Regions from separate parts of the Zea mays genome. Here regions 2 and 3 are each linked to region 1. Evidence: chromatin contacts called from public Hi-C data. All regions are on one chromosome and are shown on one strand. The core of a region is the stretch at or near the end of the contact, and the rest is flanking DNA. Distances in the headings are between cores, read along the strand shown.

The links. Hi-C and Micro-C count contacts between places; a contact is called where the count stands out from the background.
Region 2: a Hi-C map of leaf shows a contact between it and region 1, with 6 times the contacts expected there. The contact joins the promoter of LOC100274311 here to the promoter of LOC100279210 in region 1. A contact is called at or near these places in 3 of 25 Hi-C or Micro-C datasets (ear, leaf and tassel).
Region 3: a Hi-C map of leaf shows a contact between it and region 1, with 4 times the contacts expected there. The contact joins the promoter of LOC100276381 here to the promoter of LOC100279210 in region 1. A contact is called at or near these places in 5 of 25 Hi-C or Micro-C datasets (ear, leaf and tassel).

Annotation. Positions count from the first base shown.
Region 1 is chr7:14,641,327-14,644,830 of Zm-B73-REFERENCE-NAM-5.0, forward strand. It overlaps LOC100279210 (Forkhead-associated (FHA) domain-containing protein), which reads right to left and starts at 1,916. Exons shown (of 15, transcript NM_001350279.1): 1 at 1,854-1,916.
Region 2 is chr7:14,196,483-14,199,986 of Zm-B73-REFERENCE-NAM-5.0, forward strand. LOC100274311 reads left to right here and starts at 1,961. Exons shown (of 19, transcript NM_001148674.1): 1 at 1,961-2,133; 2 at 2,227-2,321; 3 at 2,435-2,509; 4 at 2,602-2,763; 5 at 2,857-2,935; 6 at 3,313-3,467. The coding sequence starts at 2,106. It overlaps LOC103632072 (probable glycosyltransferase), which reads left to right. Exons shown (of 3, transcript XM_008653928.4): 3 at 53-994. The coding sequence ends at 751.
Region 3 is chr7:14,287,238-14,290,741 of Zm-B73-REFERENCE-NAM-5.0, forward strand. It overlaps LOC100276381, which reads left to right and starts at 1,763. Exons shown (of 2, transcript NM_001150186.2): 1 at 1,763-2,384; 2 at 3,016-3,481. The coding sequence starts at 1,889. The coding sequence ends at 3,236.

The sequences.
Region 1 (3,504 bases), core at 666-3,165:
GGTATCCAAGGCAAGGCTTAACAGAGGCGTGTGGGAAGTGTTAGTTCACTGGGTGGGTCGTCCAGCAGCAGAAGCATCCTAGGTTCAGCTAGAGGATTTCCAACTACGGTATCCAGCTATACAGGTCACGGACGACTTGTTTCTCCGGGAGGGGAGAAATGTTGCAGATGCATTTGTGGGGAAGACCTACACTAGGAGGCAGCAGAGGGAGTACCGGACCCAGACCAGGGGCGGTGAAGCCAGCAGCTCGGCTCCAGCAGATAACTCTTAAGTTCCAGCAGATAAGGATTAGCTAAATAATAGTTGGGTTGTTTGCTATATAATAGCAGGGAGTTGTTAGCTAGATAATACCAGGGAGTTGTTAAGCATGTTTATCTCTTATCAGTTGGTGCCGACCCTGATCTATAAAGGGGAAGCAGTAGCGTGTAATTAGACATCGAAGGAAATACAATCTCCCTGTGCGGCGATTACCTCGGTCACCCTGGTCGACGGTGATCTTGCTCATGTTTCTCACTCTCGCTCTTCTCCACCATACGCGCTCAGGTCCCTGTCCCAGGCTGCGCTGCTCCTCTATTCGCCCTTACGCACTCCTCGAAGGCCCAGGCATATTAGCTAAAGTTTAGCACTACACTTTTAGCTAAACTTTAGCACTTGGAGACCCAAACTGAAGTGCTAAACTTTAACATCCAATAGCAGTTTAGCACATGCGACCTAAACAGACCCTAAATCAAACATGTCAGTACCAAAACACTTCTCTAATGTATCAAATAGGGACATCAATAACTGCTCAACCTTTTGATGTATCTAATTATTAAATGCAACTACAGGAGAATAATTGTTTCAGAAGTAACCATGTCATTCTTAATAATGAGTTTCAATGCACTGTTTTCAATGCTGCCACATCAGATTTAAACTAGGTAACCGTGTATGCAGAGTTTCATCCTCGTGAAACTCTACCATCTCCCATAAAACTCTCTATATCTCCCCTCTTAAATGAATTGTCATGTCACCAAGTATGATGATGTGTCACCGTATTTAATGAGTATGAAACTCCCATTGAGAATGGCCTAACCCGTTCCTGAAAGTTACAAGCTGGAAAAATAGCATGAAATGTGGTAGGAATGGGACAGACAGGATAAGTTGATCATTTCAGTGAACTGAATCGACCTCAGGTGTTAAAGTTGTGTTCCTACGTTGTTCACTTCTACAAACATGAATTCAGGTATGTTGCCAACTTGCCACATTGTTGAACAAGGATCTTAAATCCTCTGTACGGAAGCTCAAGACACTAAATCCAGTAGCTAGGCTACTGAGTAACATAAATCAGACCCGGGATTTAGCAGCACTGCAGCAAGCAACGACGCAAATTTATCAATTACAGAGCGCGAATAACGCGAACCAACAGGACACTCGTATAAGGCAGCGGTTCAGCAACCCAGGTGCCCCCGCGTAAAACAGAAGCCCAAATAATCTACAGGAAATCTTCACTTAGATGAGTGTTGCGGGCGGAGGGGACGATCGTATTCTCAAATTTTCGCCGAGCAATCAAATCCAAAGCCACACAAGCGACGGGGCGGCAATGCGAACCCAAAATTCAGCAATACTGAAATCAGACGAACCACGAATCGAACGCGATGGAGACGACGATAGCGGACTATCCTGGGACGGTGGCGCTCGGCCCAGGGAAGGCGGCCGCCGGCCGGAGCGGGGCGGGAAGTTAGTGGAACACAGGACCAAAATTCTGCGCCGGCAGGAGCAGCGCGTGAGGGCGTAGCGTTCCTGCGTAGTTCGCGGGGTTTTCGAGAGGGGGGGGAGGGATGATGATCGGGTCTAGGCAGGGCGGGTTAGATTACCTCGATGGCGAGGAGGACGTCGTCCTCCACGGTCCATCCCGCCACGCCCGAGGCGGCTACCAGTCAGCGACCTACTCACAATAGGTATTGATTCAACTAAGAACTAGTAGTAGTTACAGCAGAGGAAGCAGAAATGGATGAGGAAGACAGCAGTATAGAACTGTCGGGGACCATAATTAGGGGTACCCTCAAGACTACTAATTCTCAGCTGGTAACCCCCATCAGCATAAAGCTGCAAAGGCCTGATGGGTGCGATTAAGTCAGGGATCAGTCCATTCGAGCGACTCGATCACGCCTCGCTCGAGCCTAGCCTCGGACAAGGGCAGCCGACTCCGGAGGATTTCCGTCTCGCCCGAGGCCCCCCTCCAACGGCGAACATATTTCCGGCTCGCCCGAGGCCCTGCCTTCGCTAAGAAGCAACCTTGACTAAATCACCGCACCGACCGACCAAGTCGCAGAAGCATTTAATGCAAAGGTAGCCTGACACCTTTATCCTGACGCGCGCCCCCCGGCAGAGCCGAAGTGACCGCCGTCACTTCGCCGCTCCATTGACCGGCCTGACAGAAGGACAGCGCCGCCTGCGCCACTCCGACTGCAGTACCACTTGACAGAGTGAGACTGACAGGCAGTCAGGCCCTGCCAAAGGCACCATAGGAAGCTCCGCTCCGCCCGACCCAGGGCTCGGACTCGGGCTAAGTCCCGGAAGACGGCGAACTCCGCTCCGCCCGACCCAGGGCTCGGACTCGGGCTAAGTCCCGGAAGACGGCGAACTCCGCTCCGCCCGACCCAGGGCTCGGACTCGGGCTCAGCCCCAGAAGACGACGAACTCCGCTTCGCCCGACCCCAGGGCTCGGACTCCGCCCTAGCCTCTGCCGACGACCTCCGCCTCGCCCGACCCAGGGGCTCGGACTCGGCCTCGGCCATGGAAGACAGACTCGACCTCGGCTTCGGAGGAGCCTCCACATCGCCTAACCTAGGGCGCAGGCCAGCCACGTCAACAGGAAGCGCCATCATCACCCTACCCCGAGCTGACTCGGGCCGCAGGGAACAAGACCGGTGTCCCATCTGGCTAGCTCCGCCAGATAGGCAATGATGGCGCCCCGCATGCTCTGTGACGACGGCGGCTCTCAGCCCCCTTACGGAAGCAAGAGGACGTCAGCAAGGACTCAACCGCTCCGACAGCTGTCCCTCCGCCAGGCTCCATCGCTCCTACGACGGCCACGACATCACACCAGCTGGGTGTCAAAATCTCTCCAGCTGCCACATCGGCATGTACTTAGGGCGCTAGCTCTCCCCCGCTAGACACGTAGCACTCTGCTACACCCCCCGTTGTACACCTGGATCCTCTCCTTACGCCTATAAAAGGAAGGACCAGGGCCCTCTTAGAGGAGGTTGACCGCGCGGGGACGAGGACGAGACAGGCGCTCGCTCGGAGCCGCTCGCTTCCCTCACCCGCGTGGACGCTTGTAACCCCCTACTGCAAGCGCACCCGACCTGGGCGCGGGACAAACACGAAGGCCGCAGGATTCTCACCTCTCTCACGTCGGTCTCCGGCTGCCTCGCTTCTCCCCCCTTCGCGCTCGCCCTCGCGCTCGACCCATCTGGGCTCGGGCACGCGGCGACACTCACTCGTCGGCCCAAGGGACCCCCC
Region 2 (3,504 bases), core at 711-3,210, 440 kb before region 1:
ACTTGTTGGCTTGTTGCCTCTAATTCTCTGTACGTACTGTCGTCGTCATCAGGGCCCGTACGTGTCGTCGGCGAACGCGCAGCTGTTCGGCAACTCCATCCGCGTGCTGTGCAACGCCAACACGTCGGAGGGGTTCGACCCGGCCAGGGACGTGTCGCTGCCGCAGGTCAACCTGCGGAGCGACGCGGTGGAGCGGCAGGTGGGCGGGCCGTCGGCGTCGCGGCGCCCGGTCCTGGCCTTCTTCGCGGGCGGCAACCACGGGCCGGTCCGGCCGGCGCTGCTGGCGCACTGGGGCCCCGGCGGGCGGCGGGGAGGCGACCCGGACGTGCGGGTCAGCGAGTACCTGCCCCGCGGCGGCGGCGCGCCGTCGTACGCGGACATGATGCGGCGCAGCCGCTTCTGCCTCTGCCCCGGCGGCTACGAGGTGGCGTCCCCGCGCCTGGCGGAGGCCCTGTACCTGGGCTGCGTCCCCGTCGTGGTGGACGACGGCGAGTACGCGCTGCCCTTCGCCGACGTGCTCGACTGGGACGCCTTCGCGCTGCGCCTGCGCGTCGCCGACATTCCCCGCCTCAAGGAGATCCTGGCGGCCGTGTCGCCGCGGCAGTACATCCGGATGCAGCGCCGGGTGAGGATGGTGCGCCGCCACTTCATGCTGCACGGCGGGCCGCCCCGCCGGTACGACGCGTTCCACATGATCCTCCACTCCGTCTGGCTCAGGAGGCTCAACGTTAGGATCGCAGCAGCTGAATGATGCACATGACTGACTGACTCACTGACCAATGTAACGATGGATCTTGCTTACAGTTTGCAGGCGTCATGCGTGTCTGATCTTTGAGTCTAGCGTGCGTTGGTTGCATTTTGACACGAAGGTTGGAGGAATCTTGGTGTGCAAGTGGTTTTTGTACCCTGTATTATACACTACTAATTAATACACGCTGTACGATCAGAGGAAGTGCGTATGGTGGTTTTTGTACCCTGTATTATACACTACTAATCCGTTTTGTATTTTTCTAGTCTCTTACTCTCATCATCACCATTATCCGGAGGAGGGGAATGGTGATGCACGAGACGACAGGAGGCTCACCACCGTCGTCATAATAAAAAATAGCTTTACGTTGACCGTTCATGGGTGAGAAAGACAAGGAGACGATTTAGTTTCTCATCATCATGCATCAATCTCTTAGCTAGCTACTTTATCATTGTCCATATGATCGGTTCTACAGTTGAAATGAGAGGATTAAGATAGATTGTGACAGTCACTCATCAAATATGGTGCCCTATTAACAACGATGGCCTATTGTCAACCCGAACGAGCAACAGTAGACCTCCCTCAAATGATATATATGCGACATAGACATTGTATTAGTCTTTTATAAAACTAATCTCTCCACAACCAGCCGATCTCAACACGCAAATCATTCGTACATTCTAATCAAATGATATATATGCGACATAGACATTGTATTAGTCTTTTATAAAACTAATCTCTCCACAACCAGCCGATCTCAACACGCAAATCATTCGTACATTCTAATTGCAAGCTATCTGTATACTTCCAATTACTCAATTGATCCTCGAAGAAAAGAGGGCATATCTAGTGCACATGAAAGATTGTTACACATAATACACATATTAAATTATCACCGCTCATTTTAGATATAACGTCTCTAGTTAATTATTTAATTTATAAATAACATCTTTCACCACTACACACCACCACGTTGGAAATATAGCAAACAACTAGAGACGTTAGATTAAAAGGAGTTGTGATGATTTAGTCGTGCTTAACGTTCGGCAACGTCAGCTCGCACTTCGGCTGATTGCAAATTCTGATAGGCACGACACCGACCGACTGACGCACTGCACACTCATCACGCTAGCCGCCGTCTCGTCACCACTAACCACGATCTCTATCTCTCTCTGCCAGGTGGGTCCCAGAGACGCCGGCGCCGCCGCTATACAAAATTACAGGCACGACGACATCCATCGCAGTCACCCACGAGCCCAACAAACCACTCCCACCCGGTGGCTCGTCCTCGGACGCCAAGCCACTCCGCGCCCCAATCCGGAAGCGCCGCCGCCGCCGATCGACCGGCCGTCGACCCATGCTCCGCTCGGCGCTCTTCCGCTCAGGTACGCGCGCGGCCCAGCTGCACCCCGTCGCGCCGGGGCATTCCTTTCCCTGACTGACCGAGCGACTGACCCCACCCTCCCGCACGCGCGCAGCCCCCGGGCTCCGCCGGTCTCCGGCGACGGCCCACTTATCCACCGCCGCCGCCGCCGCCGCAGCGTGGCTCTCCAACGGCCCTGCCTCCGCCCCGGTACGTGCCCGCGGCTCCTCCCCGTCCCCCAGTCGGTTCTCTGCTTCTGTCTGATTGCGCGTGCTGCGCTCGGCACCTCGTCCCGCTTGACTTCTCGCATTCCTCCTCCCCAGTCTAGGGTGCGCCTCCTCATCGGCGGGGAGTTCGTCGAGTCGCGCGCCGACGAGCACGTCGACGTCACCAACCCCGTGAGCCCTGCTTCCCTCCCAATATTTTTTTTTTGATTTCGGGTTGATCGAATTTGGAACGGTCAACGGTGGATGTGTGGGGGTTGTCGCAGGCGACGCAGGAGGTGGTGTCCCGGATCCCGCTCACCACGGCCGATGAGTTCAAAGCTGCCGTCGATGCCGCCAGGACGGCCTTCCCCGGCTGGCGGAACACGCCCGTCACGACGCGGCAGCGCGTCATGTTCAAGTTCCAGGAGCTCATCCGGGCTAACATGGTGAATATCCCTTGTTCAATTACCGTCCTTATTGTGTCGTTCTGATGTTATCTGGTCTTGGTTTTGGTGACTGCCGTGGCCTCCTGATTACAGGACAAGCTTGCAGAGAACATCACTACGGAGCAGGGGAAGACGCTAAAAGATGCTTGGGGCGACGTGTTCCGCGGCCTAGGTTAGTCCCGAGATTATTGAAAGCACGCACTAGGTTTTCTTATTTGGTTAGACAGCTGGACCAATTATCTTAATGTTTCCGTATCACCCAAAGGAAAAATTCAATCATCACTTGATTTCAGATCTTAGTTTTGCAACAACAGGCAGAAAAACTTTGCTTTCTCATGTATGCTGGTAATTATTTGTGCAGTCTCACATGTGGTCTCATGATTTCTAGGTCTAGATTTCATGAAATGCCAATATTACTGCTGATTTGTTTATTGCAGCCTCAAATGCTCTGCTCATATGCTCCAAATGTTGACTTTTTTCTGCGATAGAACTCTTTCTTATGCTGACCATTTATCGTACCGCTTTGGTTTTGAACTCCTTATCATACAGAGGTGGTGGAGCATGCTTGTGGAATGGGAACACTGCAAATGGGCGAATATGTATCAAATGTTTCTAATGGGATTGACACCTTCAGCATTCGGGAGCCACTTGGTGTTTGCGCTGGGATATGCCCATTTAATTTTCCTGCTATGATTCCCCTATGGGTATGCCTAACCTAACCTTTTCTGCCCTGTCAGTTTG
Region 3 (3,504 bases), core at 513-3,012, 350 kb before region 1:
CGTGCACCACGCCTCATCGACGACCGCTTAGACGTCTAGAAGTAAAGATTCAAAAGTAACAAATAATTGGCACGAACTTGTTGTCACAACAATGTGTTCAAGAGTTGCTCAACTCTATTTTGCTCACACATAATCTCACAATTCTCAAATGCCGCTCTTCAATTCAATGTATGCTACTAAGTGCACTCAAATCCCACAAAGGGTGAATTGGGTTCTCTCATTAGGCTTTGCTAGTGGTATATGGGCATGAGAAAGATTTGACAACCAAACAAAATCCATGGGAAGAGGTATAAATAGGTGAGCTCCAAAACTAGTCATTGGGCTGTCAGCTAGCCAAAATTGTCTTAGCGGACTTGGTTGGTTTGCTTAGCCCATTTTTGAATAGGTCACCATTGGGGCTGCAACAAAAATGACTTACCCCATTTGAAAGTTGTCTTAGTCGGTTCTTCCAGCTTGCATAGCTATGAAACCTTTCTCAAAAGCTTTTCTCTTGATTTTCTCACCTGGATTTGTTTTGAGCACTTCTAGGTTACACATAATACATTATGTTGTATCCCTTTTGATGGCACACCATGCCTAAACTCAAGAAATACAATTTCACAATTAATACCACTTGAGCATGTCATTCTTCGAATAATGTCGCATTTTGTGCTTAGTTTCCTTGAGCTATGACTTTAAGTTTATTGATCCATTTGATCAAGACTTCACTTTTGAACCAAAGTCACTTTTTTGATGATTTGTTCCTTCAAATTAATATGATCCACAAAGCTTGATTAGTGTCTCAATTAAATATAAGTAATTTCTTCTTCAACATAGCTAGGTTCTTCAGCTGCCAAGTCACCGCTTGACCTTCACCTTCGCTTAGAACCTCGAAGACATTTTGTTGCCATCTTCACCATGCCAAGCCATCGGGTCATACCTTGTTTTGAATAAATGATTAAGCTTGTAGTATATCCATTTCATTTGTACTGTTCTCTTCATCAGTATGACATCAATCTTCATTATGATTAATCAAGCTTAACGAGTGAGACCATTCCATATGCAAACTCCCATATCTCATTTATAAATGGTACAGATAAGCTTGCCAAAAATACCTTTTATCAATATGCCTTGGCGTTATTTCACAGTTTGTATATCAATTGTTATATTTGATCCCAAATTCTAACATAAAATACTTGAGACTAAATATATATATAAGTCTCATGAAACACATTATTCCTTTAATCGTGTTGTCATTCGATCTACCGAAACCGAAACCCACTTAGGAGCTAGATGCACTTTGATTAGATTCAAAGGAGGTCATGATAAGCACTACTTCTAGCCATGTCATGCATTCATAGGATGTGCACAACTACATTTCTCGTGATCAAGAAATGTATTAGAAATTTAAAGACTAGAAATAAGTTAAAATACTCTAAATATTTTGCAGCTCTAGAGGAGACCATCCAAACATGTTGTAGCTGAGATGGATTCAGATATTTATTCGGATGTTAATTTTTTGATTTTTTTTGGATTGCGAATAAATAGGATATAAAATATGTTATATAAATTTGTATTTTTTAACATTGAGTTTGTTATGATTTATAAAAAAAAAGAAACCTCAAATTTCTTAAATGATAGATATAATCTTTTTTGATTGTAGGGATCAAATAATGTAAAAAAATTATCCAAAAAATTATTATTGTTTTTATAATATTTCTAACATTATAACGAAAGATTAATACTGAATTATATATATATATTAAAATATTAAATTTGTGGTGATAATTTGGATGTCTGCTTCCAACCCTGTCTAGCTCCCTCGGTCCAGCTTCGACTGGCTCGCAGTGGCAACTGGCAGGTAGGCACACGCGAAGCGATAAGGTCGGTTAAGCCGTAACAGTCGTTGATGTCGCCGCCGCCGTCGTCCCTCGTGGTGCTCCCGCTCCTCCTCCCCCTCCTCCTCGCCGCTGTATCCCACGCTACGGCTAATGCGGCCGGTGCCGGCGCCCCTCCCCCAGTGCCGACGCCGTGGCCGGAGCAGTTCCACGCGGTGGTCTTCACCAATCTCACCGAGAGCGGCGGCCGGCTGCAGCTGATCGACCTGTACTACGACTGGCCCAGGGGCCGCAACCTCAACCTCATCCGGGACCAGCTCTCCAGCGACCCGCTCTACGACGTCGAGTGGACCAACGGCACCTCCTACTTCTTCGACTCCGGGTCCTGCCGCACCATGCGTTTCCCCGTGGGGATCCTGCCGCCTGACTGGCTCGCCGCCGGCGCCGTCTATCTCGGCCGCGAGCACGTCGACGGCTTCGACTGCCACCTGTGGACCAAGGTCGACTTCGTCTGGTACTACGAGGAAGTCGCCACCGGCCGCCCCGTCCGCTGGAATTTCTTCAATGGTAGTATTAGTACTAGCTATATCGTCCGCACATTCAATCTATACTTTCTTTAGACTCATGATGGAGCATCGTGGATTTTTGGCGATTCGCACCCGTCTCGGGTGTTTTGATCTAACCAATGCGTGCGATTTTGTTCTGCAGTTTGTAGGGATGCAGTCTAAATTTCTAGGAACGCTTTCCAGTTTTGTGCTTTCGATGCAGCACTATAATGGTTAATGGCGATTCTACAATTTCGGTGTGCGGGACGGGAGTGCTGTTTGAATTACTCTGAATAGTTTAGCTCACTTCTCCTAATTTTTCTTGCAATAATAGTCGTTTGAAAAAGAAAACTAAAATTCAGGAGCAAACCTCACTCTTTTTTTATCCTGACACTTGGAACTCTGCTTGTTTTTTTTGCAGTCTTAACATTTCTGCATTTCTCCAGTATACAATTACGCGATTTTCTTGTGCACAGATGCAGTCCGGAATTCTCCAATTGCTAAGTTCTTAGCTGGGGAAATATCTGTCCTGCTGCAGTCTCCTTTTTCTGAAACGCGAAAAATCTTATTCCAGTCTCAGTGTCTGCAGGGTAGAAGCGCTCGGTTGATGCAGCAGGGTGATTACTGATGACCTGTGTGTTCTTGTACCTCAGGGATGCAGCAGCATGTGATGAGCTTTGAGGTGGGAGGAGTGCTGGAAGACTCCAAGTGGCAGGCGCCCCCTCGCTGCTTCAGTGGCGGCAATGCCGACACCGCCAACGCGGCTGCGGATGGAGTTCATGGCGAGGAAGCCGGTAGTGTTGATGTGATGGACAGCATGATCAGGTTCGCCGTGGCTCCGGCTGCAGCAGTAGCTGCATCATTTGACCAGTGAGATTTTTGTTTTCCTGATGTTTGGCTGATGAGAGAGTCTCTGCCAACGGTGATCCACGCGTCCTGGTGATTCTGCTACGCTCTGTTGATCACATTGTGCTTTGTATAACCCTGGCTGATTTGTGGTAACACCGACAGTCACTGTACATTTCCTGGTACTGATCCACTGAACTTAACTATCCTGCTGTCATGGAACATGAGGGGCACAAATAGACTTGCGTTTTTGGTTGCATTTCTAAACGCTCATGCTAACTTGTACCATCAGTGAT